7 separate regions of the Mus musculus genome follow, and regions 1, 2, 4, 5, 6 and 7 are each linked to region 3. Evidence: chromatin contacts called from public ChIA-PET, Hi-C, HiChIP or PLAC-seq and promoter capture Hi-C data. All regions are on one chromosome and are shown on one strand. Each heading gives the region's core, a stretch centred on a gene start, on an enhancer-like site or on the middle of the called end of the contact. The rest is flanking DNA. Distances are from core to core; before and after follow the strand shown. Region 1 overlaps Ica1 (islet cell autoantigen 1). Region 2 overlaps Ica1 (islet cell autoantigen 1). Region 3 holds the start of C1galt1 (core 1 synthase, glycoprotein-N-acetylgalactosamine 3-beta-galactosyltransferase, 1). Region 4 has its middle 13 kb from the start of Ica1. Region 5 overlaps Ica1 (islet cell autoantigen 1). Region 6 overlaps Ica1 (islet cell autoantigen 1). Region 7 holds the start of Sdhaf3 (succinate dehydrogenase complex assembly factor 3).

Evidence for each region. Promoter capture Hi-C pulls out the DNA fragments that hold promoters and counts their contacts. A called contact is a pair of places that touch in the nucleus more often than the background predicts. ChIA-PET counts read pairs in DNA pulled down with a chosen protein or histone mark. HiChIP or PLAC-seq counts read pairs in DNA pulled down with a chosen protein or histone mark.
Region 1: an HNF4G HiChIP or PLAC-seq map of pancreatic cancer cells shows a contact between it and region 3. The contact joins the enhancer-like site here to the promoter of C1galt1 in region 3. A contact is called at or near these places in 6 of 39 promoter capture datasets (the C10 cell line, cranial neural crest, embryonic stem cells and 2 more), 1 of 484 Hi-C or Micro-C datasets (the N1E-115 cell line) and 9 of 115 datasets of contacts at active chromatin or transcription factors (bone marrow-derived macrophages, cardiomyocytes, embryonic stem cells and 6 more).
Region 2: a Hi-C map of CD8 T cells shows a contact between it and region 3, with 5 times the contacts expected there. The contact joins the enhancer-like site here to the promoter of C1galt1 in region 3. A contact is called at or near these places in 10 of 39 promoter capture datasets (the 3T3-L1 cell line, the C10 cell line, cranial neural crest and 5 more), 2 of 15 datasets of contacts at CTCF or cohesin (the NIH/3T3 cell line and pro-B cells), 18 of 484 Hi-C or Micro-C datasets (B cells, CD4 T cells, CD8 T cells and 12 more) and 13 of 115 datasets of contacts at active chromatin or transcription factors (the SCID.adh cell line, T-cell acute lymphoblastic leukemia, bone marrow-derived macrophages and 10 more).
Region 4: an H3K4me3 HiChIP or PLAC-seq map of the 230-238 cell line shows a contact between it and region 3, with 11 read pairs. The contact joins the enhancer-like site here to the promoter of C1galt1 in region 3. A contact is called at or near these places in 7 of 39 promoter capture datasets (the 3T3-L1 cell line, cranial neural crest, hippocampal neurons and 3 more) and 6 of 115 datasets of contacts at active chromatin or transcription factors (the 230-238 cell line, extraembryonic endoderm stem cells, large pre-B cells and 2 more).
Region 5: an RNA polymerase II ChIA-PET map of memory CD8 T cells shows a contact between it and region 3, with 8 read pairs. The contact joins the enhancer-like site here to the promoter of C1galt1 in region 3. A contact is called at or near these places in 1 of 39 promoter capture datasets (cranial neural crest), 1 of 484 Hi-C or Micro-C datasets (B cells), 4 of 115 datasets of contacts at active chromatin or transcription factors (double positive thymocytes, effector CD8 T cells, extraembryonic endoderm stem cells and 1 more) and 2 of 9 other capture datasets (adipose tissue and liver).
Region 6: a contact with region 3 is called in an H3K27ac HiChIP or PLAC-seq map of double positive thymocytes, with 4 times the contacts expected there. The contact joins the enhancer-like site here to the promoter of C1galt1 in region 3. A contact is called at or near these places in 4 of 39 promoter capture datasets (the 3T3-L1 cell line, cranial neural crest, frontonasal cranial neural crest and 1 more) and 3 of 115 datasets of contacts at active chromatin or transcription factors (double positive thymocytes, extraembryonic endoderm stem cells and large pre-B cells).
Region 7: a contact with region 3 is called in a promoter capture Hi-C map of pre-B cells, with 5 times the contacts expected there. The contact joins the promoter of Sdhaf3 here to the promoter of C1galt1 in region 3. A contact is called at or near these places in 5 of 39 promoter capture datasets (embryonic stem cells, hippocampal neurons, liver and 2 more), 4 of 115 datasets of contacts at active chromatin or transcription factors (astrocytes, large pre-B cells, memory CD8 T cells and 1 more) and 3 of 9 other capture datasets (adipose tissue, embryonic stem cells and liver).

The regions. Positions count from the first base shown.
Region 1 is chr6:8,751,411-8,754,895 of GRCm38.p6, reverse strand. It overlaps Ica1 (islet cell autoantigen 1), which reads left to right. Exons shown (of 14, transcript NM_010492.3): 3 at 145-307. Among named protein-coding and RNA genes, the nearest start is that of Ica1, 25 kb to the left of the region's middle. Within about 2 kb of position 1,870, at least 46 of the 459 cell types and tissues checked have an H3K27ac peak or open chromatin away from gene starts, as enhancers often do. A contact at or near this core is called in pancreatic cancer cells, where this site is marked.
Region 2 is chr6:8,731,161-8,734,573 of GRCm38.p6, reverse strand. The region is part of intron 6 of Ica1 (islet cell autoantigen 1); the gene reads left to right. Among named protein-coding and RNA genes, the nearest start is that of Ica1, 46 kb to the left of the region's middle. Within about 2 kb of position 1,898, at least 60 of the 459 cell types and tissues checked have an H3K27ac peak or open chromatin away from gene starts, as enhancers often do. A contact at or near this core is called in CD8 T cells, the N1E-115 cell line, the SCID.adh cell line and 5 more, where this site is marked.
Region 3 is chr6:7,843,853-7,847,543 of GRCm38.p6, reverse strand. It overlaps C1galt1 (core 1 synthase, glycoprotein-N-acetylgalactosamine 3-beta-galactosyltransferase, 1), which reads right to left and starts at 2,320. Exons shown (of 4, transcript NM_052993.3): 1 at 2,150-2,320.
Region 4 is chr6:8,789,284-8,792,835 of GRCm38.p6, reverse strand. No RefSeq gene overlaps it. Among named protein-coding and RNA genes, the nearest start is that of Ica1, 13 kb to the right of the region's middle. Within about 2 kb of position 1,990, at least 8 of the 459 cell types and tissues checked have an H3K27ac peak or open chromatin away from gene starts, as enhancers often do. A contact at or near this core is called in the 230-238 cell line and pro-B cells, where this site is marked.
Region 5 is chr6:8,647,535-8,651,257 of GRCm38.p6, reverse strand. The region is part of intron 12 of Ica1 (islet cell autoantigen 1); the gene reads left to right. Among named protein-coding and RNA genes, the nearest start is that of Gm35621, 26 kb to the right of the region's middle. Within about 2 kb of position 2,472, at least 68 of the 459 cell types and tissues checked have an H3K27ac peak or open chromatin away from gene starts, as enhancers often do. A contact at or near this core is called in effector CD8 T cells, extraembryonic endoderm stem cells and memory CD8 T cells, where this site is marked.
Region 6 is chr6:8,709,812-8,713,522 of GRCm38.p6, reverse strand. The region is part of intron 6 of Ica1 (islet cell autoantigen 1); the gene reads left to right. Among named protein-coding and RNA genes, the nearest start is that of Ica1, 67 kb to the left of the region's middle. Within about 2 kb of position 1,397, at least 7 of the 459 cell types and tissues checked have an H3K27ac peak or open chromatin away from gene starts, as enhancers often do. A contact at or near this core is called in double positive thymocytes, where this site is marked.
Region 7 is chr6:6,954,048-6,957,798 of GRCm38.p6, reverse strand. It overlaps Sdhaf3 (succinate dehydrogenase complex assembly factor 3), which reads right to left and starts at 1,781. Exons shown (of 2, transcript NM_001077713.1): 1 at 1,599-1,781. The coding sequence starts at 1,772.

The sequences.
Region 1 (3,485 bases), core at 621-3,120, 910 kb before region 3:
TAAGAGATCATTTGTACGTTTATCAATAATGTAAGTGTACATTAGAACATCATATGTAGCTAAGATACTTTGTAGTGTAATATCTCAGTCCTTGAAAGTCCTTTGAAAGCCATGAGTAAGATAGTTCTCTACTGCTCTTAACAGTTATTCCTGGGAGTTGCAGGACCGGTTTGCTCAAGATAAGTCAGTTGTCAATAAGATGCAGCAGAAATATTGGGAGACCAAGCAGGCCTTTATCAAAGCCACGGGGAAGAAGGAAGATGAACATGTGGTTGCTTCTGATGCAGACCTGGATGCCAAGCTGGAGGTAAGTTCTCCATAGCTCTTAGCTTGACCCAGCCACGGCACCTTCGTGAGGAACATCTAGGATCAGGTCAGCTCAGTACTAGCATATTTTTTAATCTACAAACTCTCCCTTGCATGTCTCTCTTCATGGGTTGTGTTTTCAAGCACTAAGTTGGAATGCATGAAATATCGTAAATTTAAGTAAGCGTTTGTTGAAATACCAAGCACAATCAAAGATTTACTCATTACATTTCAGAAACCACAGTTGAACACTCAAGCCAGGCAAATGTTTAGTTAACAGCAAACAAAATGACCTGTAAGGTAGATTCTAGAAATACTGGTACTAAGCCATGGAAAATTCTAGAATGAATTAACTAAGCAGATATTTAGTTAATCTGTGTAGCAAGTGTTTTAATATCAGGTTGATTACTGGGTTAGTATGATGAATAAAAGGCCTGCTGCATTATTGTCTTGCTGAGCATTTTTGCTTTTAGTTCTCATTACAACTTGAAAGCAAACATCAGTTCTGTGAGTGACAGGGCACTGGGAATAATAGTGTGGTCAATGGACGATAGTCTATAGGGTCTCTAAGTTTACTATGGCAGCTAAAGTTAATGAGCTGAACATTAATGAGGCTGCGATTAAAAGCTCAAAATTTCCAAGCCTTCTCAAGAGTCTTGAAACCTTAGCAAAGGGCTCAAAGCACATACAGGGTAGCTGTCAGTTATACAGGATGGCCTTTTGTGTCTATGAATCTGAGGGCAGAGGCAGATCCAGAGAAAGCTGCAAAGCTTTGTTAGGAGAGATGGGCTGGCCTTGAGACCGTAGATGCCCTGCCCTGCACAATGGGATCTGAGCTACTGTTGCCTTTGTAACAAGAATCCTTAAGTGTTCCAGCTACTATGGGGGTTAAATTAGATATGATTCCAGTAATGCATAGAATTGACTGAGTGTTTGTCATGTCTTGACAGCCTAGTACCAGAATGTTCCTGATAGACCTGACCTCTGCCTCCTTCCCCTGGGTTCTCCTCTCCTCCCCTCTCCTCTCCCCTCCCCTCCCCTCCCCTGCCCTCCCCTCCCTTTTCTCTTCCCTCTTCTTTTCCCTTTTCTCTTTTCTCCCATTCTTACACTACTCACACCACATTACAGACACTAAGGTCTTTTCTCAGATCTCTCGGTATAACCAGCTAGTTCAGGCTTGTCAAAGCCATTTCCTTGCTCTGCCTGGACACTTTGCCCTGTATCTTTCCTTGACTGACTTGATCTCATAGTTCTCACATCCTAAAGGTGAAAGTCCCTGGCTGTCTACCCACAGACTGGCTGCTCACTGCCACATGGCCTGGCTTCCTTTCGTATAGCGTACTTATTTCTGCAACAGAAACCCCTCTGGTGGGTAATGCACTATGAGATGGGGCTAAATCCTCTCATGCGCAGTCCTTGGAAAAAGTCTCAGGTGTGAGTTTGTTTGCCTGCCTCCTTGCCACAAAGAGGTCAAATTCCAAGTTAGCTCTTACTCACCACTGTGCTCCCAGCCTGTCCCAGGCGCAGTTTCAAACTGAATGACTGTGTAAATACTCACTCTATGTATGTTAGTACAGACAGTCTCAGTTCTCGACCATTTCTCTCTGCCACTGGAAATTGTGAAACAGAAGCCATGGGGTTGCTGCTTCTGAAGAGGTTCACCTTAGAACAGGGTAGAAAGAGGAAATGTCTTTTCTGATATTTGTATTGTAAATACAGTTTAAGCCATTCGAAGCTGAAGCTGTTTGTTTGTTTTTTGTAAACAATCTAGTAAATACAAACATTTATCCAAAAAGTAATTAAAGCTTGGCATAATGGTAGTCCTGTAATCCCAGGAGGTTGAAGCAGGAGGATTACCCATTTGGGCTTCACAGCAAGAACCTGTCTTAAAGACATAGTCATTTAATATTTAATTTAATTTACTACTCTCTTAAACATCTGGAGGTCCTTGCGGCAGCACTTTTATTGATGCAAGTATGCTTTCATCTAAGTATCCGCTGTCATAGGCTATGCATCCAGCAGATCTGGACTTAGTGTTTTGTCTACCCAAGGGATTTCTGTTGCAAAAACATTAATATAGGTACAGATGCGTAGAGAGAGTGGGTTGACCAGTTAGAACATGAGAATTATATGCAAGCTGTCATGGAGTGCTCTTACACTGGATGGCCTGTAGAAGGCTAATTTACTCTGCTGGCCCAGAAACGAAGTGCCCATACAAAGCTTTATTAGGGACTGTGGAAATGTCTGGTGCATAAACACATGGACCTGAGGTTAGATCTCCAGCACTCATGTGAGTAGAAATTCTTGTTGTACAAGCCTGACAACACTAGTGTGATCCCCAGAACCCACTACACTAGGGAGAACTGACTCCTCAAGTTCTCTTCTGACCTCCACCTGCACAGTATGTTACACCATATACACACACACACATACACACACACACACACACACACACACACACACACACACCATACATACATACATACATACATACATACATACATACATACATATACACACACAATAGTATTGACAAATCAAATCAAATTTTAAAATAGGGTGATTTACCACAAAGGAAGTTATACAACATTGACCTCTACCCTCCTTATATATAAATACAAGACATTGAGAAGTTAATATATAAATATTATGTTCAAGTTTAGTTTTTTAATAGCTTCCAGGACTCAGTGGACTATTTCAAAGATGGAAATGTTTGCTTTGAATATAAGTGCCTGAACTCACAGAATGAAACATCCCAAAGCTGCATTTTATTGCACCTCACCAATACCTTGATTTTTAAGAGGTCAGTAGTAAGAATGGGCCACATCATTACTCTTGGGTTCAAAAGTTAGAATTAGAACATCTCTGTTCTTACCCAGATGGCGTGTGGCCCAGAACACTGCTTTCAGGTGTTGGCAAAGAAACAAGCTGGTGTTTTCTGGTTTTTAAATTTCTTTTAATGGGGAAACACTTTTTTTTAACCTATACAAGTTGAGGGTGTAATTTAATAAATAAGTAAATTTGTTTCTTCATCAATTTGGTCATATGTATTATGAAAGGTTCACCTGTTTTCACTCAAATACTGAAGCACTTTATGATACCAAGGCATATTTTTATGTTAGAACAGCCAAAAAACTACAGGAAGAGGAAAAGCCTTGGCTTGCCTCATGAGCAGAGGC
Region 2 (3,413 bases), core at 649-3,148, 890 kb before region 3:
GATCCCATCTTAAATAGAGTCTCTGTTTATCTCCCAGGAGTGTGTTACCTAAGTCACTGGCCTCAAAGACTCAAGGTGTGTCTGTAAGGCATTGTCTCCTCAGCTTTACCTCCTCCTCCCCAGTGCAGCTGATAAAGCCAGGACTTCACGTATTCTAGAGGAGACAAAGTTCTAATTTTTACTTTCATGGTTATGACCCCCTATTTGGAATTTTCAGAATGTGTCCATTCATTCATTTGCATAGTCAACAAATGATATTGAAGCCCAGTTACATGCCAGCTACCACAGAGGAGTGTAGCTCCTGTCTCGTGTGATCATTTGGGCATGAGACAAGTAAACAGGAGGCAGTGTGTTGAATGGTCATCTGAGTTGAAATAGTACTACAAATAAAAAATCTAGACAGGGCATCCCAGATGAGGCAGCACCCCTCCCCCCAACAATAACAAAGAATGAACAATAGTATGGTAGTTCTTGTTTGTCAACTTGACGTCTAGAATCACCTAGGAGCTGGTCTCTGGGCTGAGCCTGACAAGATAGTGTTATCTTAATTACATTCATTGATGTGGGGAGACCCATCTTAATTGTAGACTGAACCATTTCATGGCTTGGGTCCTGGAGTGAATGAAGAAAAGAGGGAGAGTTGAGAGAGCAGACGATTTTCTTCTGCCTGTGAGAGCAATATGACCAGCTACTTCAAGCTCCTGCCGCCTTGATTTGCTTTTATGATAGGCTGTGCCTTGAACAATAAGCTAAAAGAAACCCATCCGCCATACAGTTGCTTTTGTCAACAGAAAAGAAACCAAGACAAATAGAAAGGACCTGGACAGAGGGGTGGGAAACAGCAGTGGTTAGCTGAGGAGTCAATGTGGGCAAAGGCCCGAGGTAGAAGCAATAGAACTCCTAGAAGCAGCATCAAGTGATGTAAATGTAGAGACATAGGTGCCTAAGCAACATGGCCTGAGAGACAAGCAAGACTAGAGAAAGAGATATAGATACACAGACACACATGCACATGCGCGAATGCGTGTACGCGCGCACACGCAAACATATTCTAGGCCTTCTAGGATCTGTGAGTGATATATGGTGGGATTCTTAGACCTGTCTGACTCCATTTGAAAGTACAAAATACACACACACACACACACACACACACACACACACACACACACACACAAATCTGTAAGGAGGGAGTGGAAAAAGTGTTGAGAAAGGGATGGGTGTTACAAAATTTGTGTTCACAACTCAGTCAGATGTCATGTTAGAACAGGGAGCAGAAGAGTAGAAACCAAATAAAATATGGCACACCTGGGTCCTGGCAGGATGAAGACCAGAGAGAAACACAGTCTGACCTCTGGTAGACTCAGTAAAGCGTCACTTTGATTACAAAGCCAGAATAAACATAAATGAAAGTCAAATTGGAAGGGAATTTTCACCTCCAACATTGGGTTAATTTCCCCCCCTAGCATTTCTCAAATGTCTTGAAACCTTTTATACAGCACAGTCACGAGTGCGCAAGACAGAGCTGGTGAGTGAAAGTTTCACATAAAACAAAGCAAATGATCTGGCACTCTCTGAAGCCCAGGGGCTAGAGATGGCTCCGCACATCAACATTAGGAGTTGTGACTAAGTGTTCCTGTCAGAGAACTGAGGACACAGAGACCAAAGCTTGCTCCTAGCCCTCTGCAAGAGCCCTGCTAGTCATCTGCTCCTTGTCAAAATGACTCGGAGAAAAGAGATATATGGAGAGTCAGGGCCACATGGAGCAGCTCTCCAGGCTACCTCGTAGGAACCCAAGGGTGGATTTATGTAGGTGGGGCTGCTTGTCCCTGTACTGTAGGAGGCTCCTCCTCACATCATGGTTCACCCTAGTACCACGCGGTATTTTATGAGTGAGGTTAGTGTGTGATATATGTGCCCTTTGAAGGTAGAGTAAGAGGGTAGGATTTAAAAATAGAACCCAGCTTCTCATAGCAGATTACATCAGCTGAAGCTGAGAGCCCAGCAGAGCCTCTGAAGTCTGTGCCCTTGAGAGCCTCTGTGGTCAATTAAGTGTCTTGTTTTTCTTGAACGTCAGAAATGGGATGGGAGGTAATTATTCTAAATGGAATAAAAGCTAGCCTAGGTGTAAGAAAATAGTTCTGAAGCCTCTAAAGAGATAGCATGGAAATGTATATGTGGGCATTTGTAGGACTCAGCCTTTATAGTCAAGGGTGCAGGAACCACTGCCTTAACCTGAGCCATTTACTAAATAGTTTAATTAAATCCTGCAGCATTAGCTCAGTGTTTCATTACAGTAATTCAAAGGGATCTCTGAAAGGCATTCTGGGAACTGTGAGTGATACAGGGTGGGATTCTTAGGCCTGTCTGTCTCCGTTAGAAATACCATTAGGTTGTAGAGCCCTGTTAATCCACTGGTCATGTCATCAAAGGACACGGTACACTAAGGCTTATTAACAAGCATGGGCAGTCTACTAGGTAGGACCTTCCTTAGAGACACCAGTCTGTAGTGACCCTGTGTCCCAGTGGTGACAGTCTGAGTCAAAGAGTTTGTTCTACAACTGATAAACAGCAGTATTGGTAATAGATGTTTCATTTTTTTTTCCCCTGTGAACAAAGACTTGGGTTAATTAATTTGACAGTTTTATTAATTACTGCTGAAATCGTTGGTTCTTGTCAGAGGTCAGGCTCTTTCAGCAATTGAGGGCAGGTCCCCGGGGAGTCGAGCCTCTAAGTATTACAGGCTTGCTCCACTCCCCTTTCTCCTGGCCCTGTGATAGAGGCCTTCAGGGTATGCCTTGCATCTCCACTCTGTGGATAAAACCAGTTTGTACTTCCATTCAAAGCCTGAGTAGGTCTGAGCCCCACCAGCAGCCAGGGTTGACTGAATAGGTAATCTTTTGTTTGGTCTGTACAGTGGGCAGATGTTAAGTAAGCAGAACTTTAACCTTCCTGGGCTTTTCTTTGTTCCTGTTTAAAAAAAAAAAGGGGGGGGGGCGCGCGCCTGACTCCATTGTCTCTTCTGCCTCTGCTCATTGTACAATTCTACATATGGGTTGAGCCCTTTTATGAAGTGAGGTGAAAATTCTTTTTATAAAGTTAATGCTCTTTTAAAATGTATCTGTTTCATAGTTTGTAGTGTTTGTTGGTTCGTTTTGGTATGTGCCCGTGTTTGTTTGCTTTAGATGTCTGACTGGAGCAGTTGTTATTTGTGGGTCCCCCCAAGCACAGTGAATCTTGCTGCCAAAATGCCACAGGAAAAGCCTAAATTTTCACATGGTACAACTTGGAAGGGAACTCATAATTACGGGCTGGCTTTCGACTCTGGCTCTCCTAGGATGAGGCCTTTGGGCCTTGGTGTCTCTGTATTGGTTTTTCTCCCTCCCTGCTTGAGGGCTACACTAAGACTAGACTAA
Region 3 (3,691 bases), core at 1,071-3,570:
CACTCGCAGCCTCATATTTTTTTTTTCACTTCACTTGTTTCCCACCTTAAAGCAAAGCATTCCATCCCCAGTCAAGAGAACTTTGAAAATGTGCATTTCTCACAAGTTCCCTGCTTGCAGAGCTACACAGAGACGATGCCTTGTGATCACAGGGGCAGAGGCTGGGGTGGTGTAAAAGAAAGCAAAGGACACCCTTAGACACAGAGCTTGCAGTAACGGTAGATTCTAGAACCTCTGGAGCAGTGCAGCTTTGCCAGCGTCTCAAATGGGCCGTTGTTGGTAGCCTCAGAAAACTAACATAGCAAACAAGAATGCAAGTGGCCACACGGAGTTCTATATATTTCAATTCATCCATAGTCAAGATGTGCTTCAGCAGACAGCTTTCATTGTAAAAACAGTCAGATTTCCAAATCCAGAGTCTCTTTAATACTGCCTCCCCAGGCCCTTACTACACTTCATACTGCAGGTGCAAGATAATTTGTTTTAAGTTTCTGTTTGGTGTCTCCACCTTCAAATGGGACTCCCTGATTCATAAAGAACAGCTTCCTGTTTCACACCTAACAGGAAAAAAAAAAAAAAAAACAGTTGCAGCTGAGTGACTTACACCGCCCCACCCCCAACACCAGGTGGGGAGTGACATTTCAATTATATGCAAAAAATTAAGTACACTTTATCATTTGTTTCTTATTGGATTGAAAGATAAAAGGCCAACTTCACATTTTATGCAGCAAGTCTTGTTTTCTTTAAGCGAATAAAACCAAAGTATAATGACCAACGTATATATGAATCTCACCACTTGGCATGTTAATTTAAATTTTTAATTTTTAAAAAGACCTTAGTCCCACCAGATTTGGTAATTAAAAACATGTATCTTTCTTTTATTTCAAGCTAGTTGTTAAAATCTCAAAGTCCTTTTAAAATATCTGTACCGAAAAGCCAACTTTTGAATGTAATAGGTAAACAGGAGCATTAAGGTAACAATTTCAATTCACATTTGATTCATAAATAAATTGCAACAAAATTCCAACCACTACTTTCACCAAAGATTTGACTTTATATTATCATGAGTTTATAGTTAAGCTGAATAACACAATTTTCATTTCAGCAAAATCAACACACAAGCAATATACAGCACATACTTTTGAATACAATTAGCCAAACATTAACTCATTATATGTACTTTTAAACTGCTTGATATTAAAGTTATCCACAACTGTAGGCTGATTTTTTTTTTAAGAGCACAATGTAGGGAGAGGGAGTTTAAGTGGGAAATGACCACAAAGCATTTGTAAACTGCTGAGTCCTGAGTAAAAAGATAGAGGAAAACATAAATTTCAAGAAAATCTGAAACACTAAAGTTAGTTGTCCACTAATGCTGACTTTTCAGTGAGTCATACTTGCCTTCCTAAGTCAGTTTTACTGAACATATGGTGAAAAGAGTTAACTGTTTGGTAACTTCAAACCTTATATTCATTTAAACTGGACAAAAATATATACTACAGCTGGCAGAAATGCTATACAATGCTTAGAGCACACAATATCGTGTGCACAAGGCTCGTCTGACATTTATCTGATAAGGAACTGGAAAATTGTACCGTTTATAAATACCTTCTAAAAACTCAAGTTTCCACTTCCAAATCCAAACTTCCACCAGAATCAAACAACTTGTAGTGTGCACAGCATTTTTTTCTTGGCACCAGGCTGAGCTATCTGTGGTCTATCCTCAACTTCCTGCAAATTACCAAACTTCTGTCCCTTCCGCGTTGCCTACTCAGTCTGAAGCACTGAAGTTCTAACTTTGTAACTTTTTAACTCAGAATACATCTTTTGACAGTATGTACTAAAAGGAAATACCGTGAATACAAAGATCTAGATTGGAAAAAAAAAATTTTTTTTCCAGGAAGTAAGGGATCTTAGAATATTCTAAGTCCCACGCCACTAGTAAGAAGTGTGGACAGAGCTCAAAAGCATTAATCCCCGATCCTCACTCTTAAATTAGTTAATTTAGAAGAGTATCTATCTAAAGTCAAAGCACTTTGTTTAACTAGCCAACATCTAGGAAAGCCATCACACTTTGTTACCAAAGGAAAAAGAAAAAACAAAAAACATTTTTTTTTTAAATCCTGCGCGTAGCAAGCCCCCAACACACCTGGCTGGTTCACTCAGTCAACGAAGGGCAGGGAAAGTTCCAACCATAACCGACCAGCTCCAGACAAAGCTGACGGTCCAACGGCGGCGGGCACTCGGGACTGTTGCGGCCGGAAGGTGCCCGCACCTGAGTGCACACAGCTGGCGGGCGCCGGGCGCGCGGAGGCCCGGGGCGGGGCGGCGGGCAGGACCGCTCGGCGCTGGCCCGCCCCGGGCGCCTCGGGCCGGACACGCCGGGCCGCGGAGAGCGCGAGGGTGGCCGCTCGCCCGCCGCCCGAGACACCTGTTTGGCCGCGCCGGCGCGGACGGGGACGCGGACCCGGGCGGCGTTCCCGAACCCTCAGTCGCCCTGCCGCCGGCAGCCGAGCCCCTGGACCCGCAGCCCTCGGGCGCCTCCGCCCGCCGTCCCTGACATCAGCCCCGGCTCCCTCTCGCCCCTCCCGGAGGCGGGGAGGAGGACGACCCCCCACCCGCGACCTTCGCTGCCCTGGCCCGCCGCAGCACGGGCAGGGGCCGCTAGCCTGGGCCGCCCGCGGCCGCCCAGATCATCTCCCGGCGGCGGCGGCGGCGGCGGCGGCCGAGGCGGGCCCGGCGCGCGCTCCTGCCGCTCGCTCCCGCCGCTCGCTCCGCCCCTCCCGACCGCGCGGCCTGGACCACGGCCCGCCTACTGCGCAGCCGCCACCCAGGGGTCTCGGAGATGCTGACGTCCCGGCTGCAGCAGCTGCAGCAGCAGCAGCAGCCCCGGGGAAGGGCGGGGCCTGGGCAGAGTGGGCGGGGACACCGCGACCTGCGGATGCGGGGATTGGCCGCCGGGTGTTTGCCCCGCCCTCCTGCGGAGTGGGCTGGGAAGTCCCGGCTTCCCCGAGCTCAGGGTTTTTTTAGCCCCCTTCTGGTGAGGTTGAGTGTTCTAATTCTCTCAGGAAAGCAGAAAGCGAAATTAGCAGGGAGTACAAGTAAAGAACTGCCTTTTAAACTGTTGTCTGTGGAACAAACCTCAACGTCACGCTGACCTCTAACCCAATCTTAGCCCCCCCCCCCTTTTTTTTTGCCTCTTTTCCTTTCACAGCATTCCTCTATCCTTAATAACAAGAGATTTGGCATAATGAAGAGTGCTCTGTAACCAGATGTGTGCCTCAGAAGAACAGAGAACTCATATAGTGACAACGGACAGAAAGCCTCTTGGAGGAATGTGTGTAATGGCATTTTACTTCTGTTCTGCTATGGCAAATACTTAAGAGTTTTACAAACTCAGCGGGGAGTGGTGGTGCACGCCTAGCACTCGGGAGTTGGAGGCCAGCCTGGTCTAATAAGTGAGTTCCGGGACAGCCAGGGCTATACAGAGAAACCCTGTCTTGAAAAACCAAAAAAAAAAAAAAAAAAAAAAGAGAGAGAGAGAGAGTTTTACAAACTCGTCTGCTCTGCTTTGGCAAAGGTCCTGTGTACCAAGAAGCTATCTTTGTGGCAGCAACGGAAGTGGGTTGCCACCTGGTGAGGCAGCAGGGAGTGGAAGTAAGATCTAGAGACCTTAACCATCATCTGCAAG
Region 4 (3,552 bases), core at 741-3,240, 950 kb before region 3:
AACAAACCAACAAAAAGATAAAAAATGTATAAGGATGAAAAATCTCTTTTGTTTCATGGTTTCAGTCTGTGCTCATGTAGCTCTGTTGCTTTGGGTTTTATGGAGAAGCAGAGTATATAAGATAAAGATTGTGGTGGAGCAAATTTGCTCACCTTATGGGGACTGAGAAGCAAAGACAGAAGCAGTACTAGTCCTCTTAAGGACACACCCCTCTGATCCAACTTCCTTACACTAGGCCCCACCCACAAAACATTGTGTCACTTCCGGATACATGGCCCTGGAGGAAGATATAAGAGCCCAATGGTAACAAGTTCCTTTCCACAAAGCAGTGCAGCGAGAGGACCAGAGGTCCGTGATAGAACCAGATTCCTTCTTGCCCAGCAAATTGTTCTCACTTGCATGGCCAAAGTTGATCCAGCCAGCGGGGTTGGGAAAATGATTACGGAGTTAGTTACAGGCAATGGTAATGGTTTGGTTTGGTTTGGTTTGGTTTGGTTTGGTTTGGTTTGGTTTGGTTTGGTTTGGTTTCACTAGAAAGTGTGATCCTTTGAGAGGTTATTAGCTTTCTGTCTACCATACACCGTGAACCCTGAACTCAGTCTGCCCATCTTGGTAGAGCTCCTAGTGAGAAGCAGAGCTATACCCTACAGGGAATAACAGACAAAAGTGTCCACCCGCAGTGTGCTCCTATTTTGATGACACCTCCAGCATTTTCCGTGCAGAAATTCTAAGGAACAGTAACTAGGGTGGAAAGGCAGAGAGCCCCATTATTTGGGCAGAAAACTAAGTGGGTGCAGTAATGAAATAATTACCTTTCTCTCCATGCAAATAAGCCACTTCTCTCCACCGTATTTTCATTTTGAAATGAAAGGGAGTTCATTTTAATTAAGGAAAGTTAATGCTAATTAAACATGTGTTCTCTTTTCATATGCACAAGCAAATTTGCTTAAAGATCTCAGCAGCTCTGCAGAAAGCATAACAAAAGCATTGTTCTGCTACATGCACAATTCAAATTACCACAGAAAATAAACTCAAATTGGCTAAGATGCTTAGTTCTCATTCTTGAACGTACAGTTTCTTTAAAACTATAGTAGATTTGGGAAGGAGGCCAAATGATTTTTCTAATAAACTTTGACCCTTATTTAAGTTTGTAATGCCAGTAAGAATCAGAAAAAAAAAAGGTTTTAATGATATTTTTAATTTTCTAAGCTTCATTCTTACAGTTTGCTTAATTTTAATCCACCAACTGTTTTTAGTTATTAGTACTTTGGGCCTTGGATATATGAAACTACAACTGTCTACCTGGTGGGTCATTTATAGTTTAATTTTCACTAGAAAATAAATTCTTCAAAAATGGTTGAGGGTAATGGGAATTAAAATATTAAACATATGTAGTGATTCCTTAATACAGATTGCATTATATATAAATTAGTAATATAGACATTATGCATGTTGATATTTTTGAGAGAAGAGTCAGTAAAAAAGTCCATCTATGTTGAAGTTGAGACATGAATGTGAGAAAGACTTGTGATGGGGATGTGGGGAAAATAAGAGAGGTGAAGGGACAGTAATCAGAAGGTGGTATATACATTGGAAGTTGACTAAAAAAAAAAAATGACTATAAGGAAAAAGATCATGAAGCCTTCCTTCCGAAAAACTGATTTTCTGTATAGATTAGTTGCATGAGAGACAGGAAGGTGTGTGTGTGTGTGTGTGTGTGTGTGTGTGTGTGTGTGTGTGTGTGTGCGTGTGTGTCCATGCCTTTAGAGGCCAGAGCTCCAACTCAGGTGTCACTGATCAGGCCATGTCCACCTTCTTTCTTGACATAGGACATCTCACTGTTCTAGAACTCACTAATTAGGCTAGGTCCAAGAGTCCCAGGAATCCATTCTCCCAGCACAGGAGTTAACAAACGCACACCTCCCCCTCGTTTTCACTTGGGCACTGGGGATCACATTGGATCCTTGTGGATAACTACTTTACCAACTGAACTATGTCCTCAGCCAGTGTATAAACTCTTTTTATAAGCAAACCACTCCCTCAGAATGGCTCATATGTGAGTGCTCTCTTTAAGAATTAAAGAAGAAATCTTGGAGCTTGATGCTGGAATTCTTGGTTTGTTTTCCTTTATGAGGATCAGGGTGGGAACTTGGCTACTTGTTTTTATCTCCAGAGAGAAAAGCTTCTTGTTGCTATTTAGCCTGGTACCATAAATGTGTCATTCCGAGTAGATACATATTTGAAAGGATTTATCTTAGCTACTGTTCTGTTGCTTGAAGACACTGCAGGACCAGTGCAACTCCTTTTTAAGAATTGTTTTATTTATTCACATTCCAGTCACTGCTCCCCTTCAGTTTCCCCTCCACAGTTCCTCTCCCATTCCTCCTCACGCACGCACGCACGCATGCACGCACGCGCGAAGAAAGCCTACCCCTTCCCTGGGACCTCAAGTCTCTTGAGAATTAAGCGCATCTTCTCTCACTGAGGCCAGACCAGGCAGACCTCTACTATATATGTGCCAGGGACCTTAGATCAGCCCATGCATGCACCTGGTTTGTGGCTCAGTCTCTGGGAGCTCCCTGGGGTCTGGGTTAGTTGAGACTGCTGGTCTTCCTGTGGGGCCACCCTCCCTTTCAGCTTCTTCTTCAATCATCCCTGTAATTCAACCATAGCAGTTCCAATAGTAGGGTGTAAGTATCTGCTTTTGTCTGTCAGCTGTTGACAGGGGCTCTCAGAAGGCAGCCATTCCAGGTTCCCTTCTGCAGCATCATAATGTAGTAGTGTCAGGCCTTAATGTCTTGGTTTTCAGCCATTCAAGTTTCTTCTGTTGTGAATTTTCTGTTTAGCTCTGTCCTTCATATTTTAATTGGGTTATTTAGTTTTTGGAGGTTAACTTCTGGAGCTCCTTATATATTTTGGATATTAGCCCTCTGTTGGATGTAGGGTTATGAAGATCTTTTCCCAGTCTCTAGGTTGCTGATTTGCACTATTGACAGTGTCTTTACAGAGGCGTTTCACTTTCATGAGGTCCCATGTATCAGTTGTTGATCTTAGAGCCTGAGCTATTGGTATTCTCCTCAGGAAATTTCCCCCTGTGCTAATGAGTTTGAGGTTCTTTCCCACTTTCTCTTCTATTAGATCCAGTGTATCTGGTTTTGTGTGGAGGTACTTGATCCATTTGGACTTGAGCTTTGTGCAAGGTGATAAATACAGATGTATTTTAATTTTCCCACATACAAACCACCAGTTAGACCAGCACCATTTGTTGAAAATGCTTTTTTCCACTGTATGTTTTTGGCTTGTCAAAGATCAAGTGTCCATAGGTGTATGGATTGACTTCTAGGTCTTTGATTCTATTCCATTGATCACCTTGTCTGCCTCTGTACCAATACCATGCTATTTTTATTACTATTGCTTTGTACTACAGCTTGGGGTCAGGAATCAGAGACAGAATCCAAATGAACAAACTAAAAAATGAAAAGGGAGACATAACAACAGAAACTGATGAAATTAAAAAAAAAAATCAGACCCTACTATAAAAGCCTATACTCT
Region 5 (3,723 bases), core at 1,223-3,722, 800 kb before region 3:
TAGGTAGGTTTTTTTGGTTTGGTTTGGTTTGGTTTGGTTTGGTTTGGTTTGGTTTGGTTTGGTTTGGTTTGGTTTGGTTTGGTTTTTTGAGGCAGGGTTTCTCTGTATAGCCTTGGCTGTCTTGGAACTCACTCTGTAGACCCGGCTGGCCTCAAACTCAGAAATCCACCTGCCTCTGCCTCCCAAGTGCTGGGATTAAAGGCATGCGCCACCACTGCCCAGCATGAGTAGGTAGTATTTTTACATTAATACATAAGATAATAGAATATTGTGTTTTAAACACTCACCCTTGTTTCTAGATGTTAACCCACACCATGTTTTGACAACAAAGTATCCACATATACACACCCCCAAAAGGAGTCTTATCTCTCTTTATAAGGGGTAAGAAAACAATTTTTTGGCTTTATAGAAAGATTTTTTAAAACTTTTTGATAGAATTCTACAACCTTAGCCTTAAGCCTGTATCTCTTTACAAAATTAAATCAGAAATGCTACTGCTTGCAATAACCTGCTTGCATTCTAAGCTTTCTTATATGCCAGGGTCCCTTGGAAGAAGATTGACATCTTATTGGAAGCAAGTCTCATGCCCCATTGCTTTTTAGTACTAAAGAGGAAGCTGCGCTTGGCACTTCCCTAATATATATATACAGGTTGTCAGGCAGAAAGATGGCGTCACAGATCATCCTGATAAAGTGCACTCGCACATAAGCCACCCTATTCCTTCATCACTGACGTCCCACAGAGCCCTTCGGTGGGCCTGAGCGATGCTGTCCACTGTCTGCCTCTTCTGTGGGTTCATCCGAGCAGGTGGTATCAGCTCTGAAACCACAGCCACAACTATAAAGCTATTCTCAACACATGGAGAATGACTGAAGAAAGGAATGACCATTGATCTGTTCACTGTGAAATGCACACCCTTTCAAAACTGCCTCATGGGCTAAGGTCTGAAGTAAAATGCTGATCACAATTTGCAAAACACTAGAAAGAAGAAATAAAAGGCACTTAATCCAAGAACGGCCGATTTAATAGGACTTACGAGCTGTAACTGTAGCTCTGCATTCTTCTACTCAATGATAAGTGATGGATAACCAATATTTGGCCACACCGTTTAAAAATATTTTAATAACAAGTTAGTGGCATTTGGAGATTCTTGAAAGTGTCTCTGAAGTCACTGTATGACCACCTGTGACATGCAGCCTTCATTCACTAATTATAACATATATCAATCATTTTGCTCTTCAAGCTGGACACCCCCAACCCCTGCCAAAATAGCATAACACAGACAAAAAATGTGGTATAAAACAAGTGAAATTTTTATAAGTTAAATTTAACCTACATCTTATCAACAAACCTTTATGAAAAACCACAAGATCTTGGCTAATTAAGAAGCAAAACAAAACTATTTATTATCCATATTTCACAAGCATGTTTGTCTTCTTCTGCTACTGCTCGCCTTTCTATGTTGTGGCCAAGTGTACTGATGTCGGTTCAGCCAGCAGCCAGCAGAGCTCTAGGAGAGAACCTTTAGCCCAAAGCAATCATGTGCTATCATATGGCACCTAGTTTCTCCTGAGTCATTTAATGGTCACCTGCAGTCACCCTTAGAGTCAAATGAGAGATCTGTTTGCTTTGCCTCAGGACATACAGTGACCAAGTATTAAATTCCTTATCTGCTCATGTAAACTCTTCCTTCAGTGTGCTGGGATATACTGGTGACCTGGGTTACCCTATGAAATGACACCCTTTTCTTTACACATGTTAAACCAGAGCTCTACCACTGAGTCATCCGTCCCCTCCCCAGCCCAACAGTAACACTGAAGTGTGTCAGCAAACACCTGTAATCCCACCTTGGGGGGTAGAGGATTAGAGCCAGCACAACAAGTTTGAGCCAGCTCAGACCACATGAAACTTTGCTTAAAGAGACCAAGTAAATAATAAAACGAATGTTCTTAATCATGTAGTAGAATGCTCTGTATGAGATTGTTCCTATAGATTCTTAAAGATCTGTTCTAGCCCCAAGATTCATGGTTTATATCAAGAGAGATTGGAGTAGGGTTTTAGCAATCAGGTGTTTTTGTGTGTGCCTACTTGGGTCTCACATTCTTAGATCATTCTTTTGTTTTGTTTTGTTTTTTTTCCAGAGAGCACATACAGATCCTTATGCCACCCCCATGCCCACTCGGGCCCCTGCCAGTCAGAATTCTTATTTATTATTATTTTTAAGCCTGAGGGGGGTTTCTCAAAGCAGCCTTCTCGAATTCCAAACAAGAACACTTTGGTAACAGACCTGACAAGTGTCTCTCTGCTTGACATTTTTTTGTCAGGTGGTTTCCTAGCATCTCCCCCGCTGTCTTTGGGGTGCTAAGAGGATAGTGCTGGTGTTTGGGGTTTCATCTGCCCTGCAGGCCTGTGGCCTTTAAGATTAGTCATTATGTGGGGTGTGGGGAGTGGGGAGAAACCCAGAGAAGTGAGCCTTCCTGTTTCACACAAACGAAGGTAAATCATGTGACATTTATCTGCTCGCTGCCCTGTGCTCTCATTTTCTGTCTAAGTAGCAGTTTCCATCTTCTGTGCTTCTAATTTATGCTGAGGTCATGAAACTCAATATGATTTCAAGAGTACTATCTGAATGGGCTGTCACCCGTTTTCCACGCTCTGCCTGAGCTTGAGTTTCCTCTACACTGGAGCTTTTACAAGCTAGAACTCACCGGTTCAGGACCAGTTCTTCTAGGGAATGTTTTCCTAGGGCCCAGGCCTCTTGGTTCTGGGTGTTGAGCAAGGCAGGCCTATGGAGTGTTTCTGCCGTCTTGGACACTCTGCCTGTCTCTGCATGGTACTTCGAGGAGCCCTCTGGCCTTAGAAAGCCTCACCCTATGACAAAGCGTCTTCTGGAGTTTGTGTGTAAGGTCACAGTCCGTACTCTAGCAGCATACATAAAAATACCTCTCCTGGTTCTGAAGGAAAGGCCAGGTTACACATCAAGGAAGCGTGGACTTAGGAGTGAAAGCTCCCAAGCCAGACTCTCTGTAACTAAGAAGTCACATGACCTTGGACAGGTAATCTAACTTGGGTCTATTTTTCCTCCTCTGTAAAATAAGTTCCAGGAAATAGTTTGTAAGATCTTCTTGATTTAAAAATATGTGTGGTTTTGTTTTTGTTCTTTTCCATTGAAGAAAAAAAAAGTCCCCAGACAGGACAGCAGCATCAAACATGGCACCTTGGCTAAGCTCTGGGCTTCTCGGGAGGCAGTGTTGCTAGGTGGCCTCCCCCACTTCAGCTCTGGCTCAGCGTGAGGAGCTCCTGTGTGCCGCCATTGGCCACACCATTTACCCTGTAAAGCTGCTACTGTATACAGTGATGCTTAGCTGTCTGAAGAAGCATTTGTGAGGTTTGGAATAAGCAGTGATCTCACAGTTGGCCTCAGCAGAGGTGCAGGGTAGGAGGTCACCTCCTGGAGCTTCGGCTGCCTCACCAGTGTGCAGCACCACAAAGGATAAGATAAGAATTTGTGGTCAGGAGATGGAGAACTTGGATTGAAGGCAGGTATTTGGAGACTCTAAGCCAAAGAAAGTTGTGACTCCCCCACTCAGTAGCAGCCTTTATTTGTCTGCGTGGGTGGAGGCTCCAACAAGGCTTCTCCCAAAGGAGGACATTATCTCATCTCTTCAGGTTTTCTTTGTCTCACTTTGTCTCAAAGCCGATAACAAGAGCTCACTCACCCTC
Region 6 (3,711 bases), core at 148-2,647, 870 kb before region 3:
AAGAAATTAATATAAAGATGGGATCATGTGTGCGCTCTGAGCCGCCCAGATACGCAGGGCACCTATTATATATTGTGGGAAGGAGAAAGTACATTACCTAATCTCAGTGTGTGGGGTCCTTGGTAGGGTAGCTGTCTGGTGGAACATGATTACACAGTTATTTGGAATGAGGAAGCTGTGCTTGATACTTTTTGCATGTATTGGTTTTAGCTAAAAGTCAACCATTCAATATCTGTTCCCTGACCAGGAAAAAGCCTTGCCATTGCCATGAATCTGGGGCACTGGTGTCTCTGAGATGGTCATGCTCATGTCAGCAATACACATTCCCTTAGGGATTTCATCCACTCTCCAAGCCTGGCTATAGGATTAAGTCTCAGCTGGGAGCCAGGAACCACACAGCAGTGTACTTCCATGGGACTCTTTAGTCCATCAGCTCTGCTCCCAGGTTTATATTTCTAAGTTCTACTGCATTTTGTCCTCTTATATCTCCATTATTCTAGATGAACCCTGTGTTTTCTCTGAGTTCAACCTTCAGTGCTTTGTAAGGAACTTCATGTAACTCATTCTCCAGATGTGCCAAATTTCTCCTATTGAGTACATATGATATTAGGCAACGGTTGGGTCACTCACATTGATACACTTAGTCATTACTATTGACCAAATCATAGATTAATGCAAAGTGACACATGTCTTCAACTCCCCCTGCCCCTGCCCAGATATGTGACATCTCACCACCTGGCACTATTCTTGTTATCTTATTCTCAACAGACTTCTTTACAAATGATTTTGTGTCCCTTGTAATAATGTCTGAGAGAGAACATTGCTTCAGTTCACTGGTGCTGTCTGAGCATAACATTCATTCACTCAGTGTTTTGAGACCCTGATGTATGCTCAGCCTTGGGACACAGCACTGAACAAAATGGATATGATCTCTGCCCCATGGACTTGTAGGGTTATAGACACATGATAAAAGATTCACAAGAGAACATGTAGAGCTAACGAGTCACCATGGTGTACTATGTGAGAGGGCCCTCTATAAAGCCTTCAAGCAGGCTTCTGTTGGAGGTGTCACTATTGTAAGATATGAGGGACAGCTTGGCCATAGCCAGGAATTGCATTGTGAGGGCTAGTTTCATGTAGTCATAGTAAGTCTATACTTACACCCTAAGATGCACCTTAGTTTCTTGCTTTCTCATCCTTTCTTCATCTCAGAAACCACTAGACTTGCAGACTTTGACCTTCTGAATATTTTCTAGATCAGTGTTGCAGGCCTGATGACTTTCCTGGACCACAAGTCTCTACCTTGACTTCCTACTTTGAGTTGGCCCTCTACATAGCCCTGTGTGATCAAAACAAAACCCAGGTGCCACCACAGCATGTCTCTACAAAGTGCCTGCTGAAGCCACAAGGTCAGGTTCAAGCTGCTGTGGGTTTTGTCTTGTCCACATCTCAAGAGCCATAACTTACACCACTTCCAGCCTCATATTTTGTTTTGCAGAAATATCGAGCTGCTCTAAATAGTGAACCTTATACATGGAGCTTGTCACCAGTCAATATCCTGTGTGTCTTAGCAGACACTCAGTTATCAGGGACTGAATTGAGGATGCAGGTGTGTCTTTAACTTTTGATGTGCAGTTTATGTTTTCATTACTGCACTTGTTTTCTGTCCTGTTTATCTTTTGCAAATATGGGTTCATAGACTCTAAAAAGATTCATGGCAGTGTACAATTTGGGCAGAAACATTGGTGGATCAACTCAGAATAAGTAAGGGAATTAATGTAAGCAGTGCAGCACTTAAGGAAAAATTCTAGAAAGCAGGGCACTATGTCAAGCTGGACTTAAACTGACAGAGAACATTGTCTAAAGTGAGCCCTCCTTGAGTCGGACAAAAACTCTTGGTAGTTTAATGTCTAGCATGAAAACTGCTAAGCAAGAGCTATTGTTCTCTTTAAGGGCATTTCTATAAAATGTTCAGTAACATGTCCTAAGTTAACTGAAGCATTTTTCACAAAAGCAAGGCCAAATGATGTTCTCATATTTGTATGATGAAGAAATCGTATTGGCCTTCATTCAAGAGACTAAAGTGAGTCAGAATCCTTAGTATCTCTTCTGCTAAAACAAACAAACAAAGAGGTAGCACATTGCCACAAGGCGTCATCTTGTTTCTGGTCAGGCAAGGGACCAGGCTTACTCAAGTTTATTTCTCCCCAGCACGTAGTAGAGAGCACGGTTTCACATATTTCTGTTCAACTACCAATATAGTCTAATATTTCACACAATTGAACATAATAAGATATTTCAGTAGACTATAAAAAGAATTTCTTTCAAAGCCTGGTAAAATAATACACAAGGTTAGAGTGTTTGTTTCAGCCTTCCAAGTGGACACAGGTTTCTGGCTTTTCAGTGTTAGATGCCAGCCAGCTGGCTAGAACACTAAGAGTGGTCTTCAGTCACATCTTTCTGTGGTTCTTCTTTTATCTGCTTATATGAGTATCTGAAGTCACCTGGCTTGGGGGAGGGAAGGGGGAGAGGGGGGGGAAGGAGAGGAGGAAAATAGAATATGATTGTACACTCTGTCTGCTCTTATGATAAGGAAGCTGGCCCCACAGTAACAGTCATCTATGCACAGGGCTAAGTCCATATTATTCAGGAAAGCTCTTAAAGGTTCCATTTCTTTTTTTTTTAAGATTGATTGATTGATTGATTGATTGATTGATTTAATGTATATGAGTACACTGTAGCTGTCTTCAGACACACCAGAAGAAGGCATTGGATCCCATTACAGATGGTTGTGAGTCACCATGTGGTTGCTGGGAATTGAACTCAGGACCTCTGGAAGAGCAGTTAGTGCGTTCAACCTCTGAGCCACCTCTCCAGTGCCCTAAAGGTTCTGTTTCTTGATACCTTTACATTTGTGATTACGTTTCCATGATGAGCTTTGTTAAATGCATTTGAACTATAACACTCCCAGCTCTACACTGCCCAGAACATCAGCCTTGCAGCTTGAGGTAAAAGGAAGGATCCTGAGAAGATAGACCTTCGTCTAGTCTGTCTCTTATTAATGCCACTGTCCCTCCAGTTCCAAGGTACCATTAATTCTTAAAATGTGACAAGTCTGGATTAGCCAGATGGTTCCTGGTTGCCACCTACCTCCATGGCCAGATTATTGCTTGGCTCCTTGTGTCTATAAATAATGTGTTTCCAAGCTCCCATTTTGCTCTTCTTTTACATGTATTTAATTTTTGTGGGTTTCTTTGATAAATAGAGCTGAAGGCCTCCAGCCTTCCCCTTTGATAGGAAAACACCATTGCTTTACTTTCCCATTTTTATTTTGTCTTAGCAAGTAGTATCTTTTATGTTATCTTTTATGAATTTGAAATATGTCCTTTTCTTTATCATCTTTATCATCTATTTTTTCAAATACTTTGTAGATTTATATCTTTTTAGTTACTTCTTATATATAAATATATCTGGTATATATTAAATTACTGAGAATATTTTTTCAAGCAGTTTTACTTTTGTAGAAAAATTGGGGGATAGGTAAGAGAATTAATTCTCCTCTGCCTATCCTCCCTAAGGCATTCCCTTCACGTGGGCACACACAGCCTTCTCCCGTTGCATCCCCAAGCAAGGCAGAGTGCTTTAGTTACTGAGCTAGTCAGTGGCACATTTCATCAAGCTAACTCTAGTTTATACTAGTATACCGTATAT
Region 7 (3,751 bases), core at 532-3,031, 890 kb after region 3:
ACTTTAGGACTTTCAAACTAGAAGTCTTTCTTCTCAGCACAGATAAAGTCTTCCTGTCTGGCTTCAAACTTACTTAATAGACATGACTTTACAAACACTTATTATAGCTTTGATATGATTAACAATATAAATAGTACTTTTTAAATATACTAGCATTATCCATTGCAGATCTCTGAGTTGCAGGCCAGCCTGGTCCACAGATTGAGTTCCAGGACAGCCAAGAACACAGGAAAACACTGACTCAAACAAACTGAATAAAATAAAGTAATAAATACACTAACATTGAGATGCCTGTTGTAAATACCGTTATTTTACAGACCGAAAGACTAGAAAAATTAACTGATGTAATGTTTAGTAAATGCTGAGGTCTGAATTTAAATCTAGTTTTCTGATTTCAATACCAACTACATATTTAAAGAAAGTGTTTTGCATTTAAAAATATTAAACCTCCCCAGCTCCTGGCAACCAAATTATATCTAATAAACCAAGACTTTTAAGAAAGTTATACATTTCATTATTATAAAGTTCTCTCTTCAATAATTCTACAATCAAGAATTATAGAATTCAATGAAAATGCTTTTCCCTAGCCTAATCTTTATGTTGTTTTAAAGGTAAATATCACTTCAGCCACTATCAGCATGAAAAATCTTTTTTACTTTACCAGAGCAGTTTCTTTAAAATACCTAGATGCACTCTAGAAATGCCCAACTCCTTTCACCTCCTGATATTTTCAAGATGGGAGGAGATCCTGCAAGACTCTTCAGCATCATGCAATACTCTTTCTCCCCCTTCATTCTTAAGAGAAAAAAAAAAAAAAAAAAGGTATTAGGGTCGTGGAGATGGCTCACTGAGAAAGGTGTCTGCTGCCAAGCTGTGCAGCCCGCGGTTTGATCCCCAGGAGCCATGTGGTGGAAGGAGAGACCATTCCCTTGGGTTAGCCTCTGACCTCCAGCACACACACACACACACACACACACCCGTATACACACAAATAAATAAATATGTACCTAAAATAAATAATAAGAAAGAAAAGAGAAAAGTCAAACACTGAATCCAAACGCGTGCCCCCGCCAGCATTACCCCTTTAACAAATTGCAATCCTTAGGTCTTTTCTAGGTTATATAATTTATCTGTCAAGTGGAAAGCTTACTAAGGCCCTACAATTACAAATTAACAAATGATCGAAATGATCTAATTCTGGCAGCTAAGTAATGACATCATGTTAATTACACGGCTGTCACCTAAACAGCCTAAAGGCAACGCAAAGGACAAACGCCGACGAACTTTTGGAGCACTAAACAGTCAGGAGTGCAGTAACGTCTGAGACACGCCACCCTTCTCTCTCCAGCACCTGGCACCCTCAGCACTCTCAGAAAGTTCTTCTGAATGCGGGGGAAACTGCTCAAGCACAGAGCCTGTGCGGGAAGCTGGGGGATTCGCGACGGAGCTTGAAAGAAGTGCTGTTTGACCACTTTAGTCTGTCTATTCCAGACGCCCTGTTTGGCCGTGCACGGACCCTGGGAAGCAGCTAGGAAGGTGGGGTCTGAACTGAAAACCCAAGGTCCGGGACGAGGGGGCGGGGAGGGGGCGTCACTTGCCTCCCATTCCTTCAAGAATCGCTGGGCCTCGCCAGGACCAACAGTCTTATGTCTCCTAAATTCGTCCTTCACGTACTGGTCACCCAGGGCTTTGAGGTCCGGGGGCAGAGCCCGATGTAGCAGCAAGATTCGCCTATATAAAGCCCGGACTCTCGAGACATGCTTCCCCGGCATCGCGCCGCGCCTGCGCAGAAGGTGGGCGTAGCTCCGCCCCCGCTAGGAAGTCGCCTATGGGTGAACCCCAAAGCGGGCGGAAGAGAGCGCGCGACCTTCATCCGGTTTGGTCCGTCATAGAATCTTGTCCTTCCGGAAACCCGGATTTGGGGCGGGCGGACAGAAACGCTCTGCCAAAGGCGCGGCTGTTGAGGAGTAGTTGTAATTTCTTGAGTTTCCTAGAGAGGTGCTGCTGTGTAAGACAAAAAGTCTTGTGTGAGCGACTTGTTACCTTCAGAGTTAACTCATCTTCTCCATTTGCTAGTTTCTTCTTATTAAATATTTGAGAAAGACTTCATCGAACTGAAGTCTTCTCCAGAAAGCCTTGCGTGGTTAATCCAAAGTGTTATGGCTTCTGAAATAGTGTGGCATTCGCCGGTCCCTCGCAACAGCCCTCGTCCTTTGCAGTGCTGTACTTGGAGTTTATGCAGTAGGCATAGCTTCTTCCAGGTAGTTATCACAAGTGAGCCCTGAAGGGCAGACTTTGTTGGTCTAGGTCAAGTGCACTATGAAAGAATCTTGGGAGTTATTTTATGTGTATTTTTTTTCCAAGACCAAGATTCTGAGAATTTTTATTAAACAATGTGAGATGAAAATGTGAGACCCTGACTTAGAGCGTTTCTCCCTGGAAGATAAAGCCCCTGGATGTTTCCCAAGCTTGTTTTCCCTGATCTTTAAAAAATACAGCTAGAAAGAAGCTCTTTGTTCTCTATAGCCAGCAAAAAGCCTTTTTGTTTCTATACTGTACAACCAGAGATGCCTGCCTTCCTGTGCCAAGGACACAGAGATAAAAATTCAGAAAGAACTCACTCCCCACTCCTGCCTTGTAAATTTCACCAAGGACACCCGGAAGAGAAGAACTCTTCCCAAGTCCTCCCAACTCTCCTCCCAACTCCTCCCAAGTCTCCTCCCAACTCCTCCTAACTCCTCAGCTAGCTGTTAAAAGCTCCCTACTGTCACCGGGTCGAACTCCCCTGCCCTGCACCAGCAAAGGGACTTCATCCTCAGCTAGCTGATAATAAAACCTCTTGCAGTTTGCATCAGGTATGGTTTTCTCTCAGGACGTTGGGGTGTTGGCCAGCTCACCTGGGGACTTGCAGAGGCCCAGCATCGGGGGTCTTACAAAAACAAGAAATCTAGATGTTCACAAGTCCAAACTTGTGTAGAGGTGGGGAAAAAAAAAGTAACTATTTCAAAAGCTGATAGCTTCTTGTCCTTATTCTTTCGTTCCAATTAAATTTTAATCCTTCAGCAAATCCTAATAGCTCCACCACCAAAATCATGCAGGAATCAAACATTATTTCCATCACACCCTGTACCATAATTATCTCTTTCTACTGGATAGCTACCGTATCTGTGTTCTTGCCTCTGGCCATGTTGAACTTCAGTTATGATCTACCCAGGCTGTAATTAGATAACATCGTTCCTCTGCTTAACAAATCCTCAGTAGCACTCTGTTATTGAACAACTCAAAGTCTCTCTACCTCTAGAATTTAAATGTTCTATTTATTCACTCCCTAGTAAGTCAGTTCCACTCACACTGGCCTCCATCTTTGAACTCCTTCACTTCCAACCGGAAACCTTGTTTGGAGCACTTCCGGGGGCTGGTAGGAGGCATCACTTGCCAGAACCAGTGTGTCGGCTCACTGTCGTGTGACCTTTCCCAACAGCCTTGTTTGAAACTAACATAACCAAGCCAAACCTCCCATGGTGCTCCTGCTTTTGTTGTTTTTTCTTTTTTGTCTTCATAATACTCAGCAGGCCGTACTTTGCTTAGTTACTGATTCTAGCTTCTGACAAGAATACTTAGGGGAAGGCGTTTTTCAGGAGGAGGGAGTGTTTCCCACCGGTCTGGCTGTGCTCTAGACATGTAATAACCACATTACTGTTGCATTGGTGCAGAGCGTTTATTAGTGGTGTTGAGCACATCAGGATTTGCA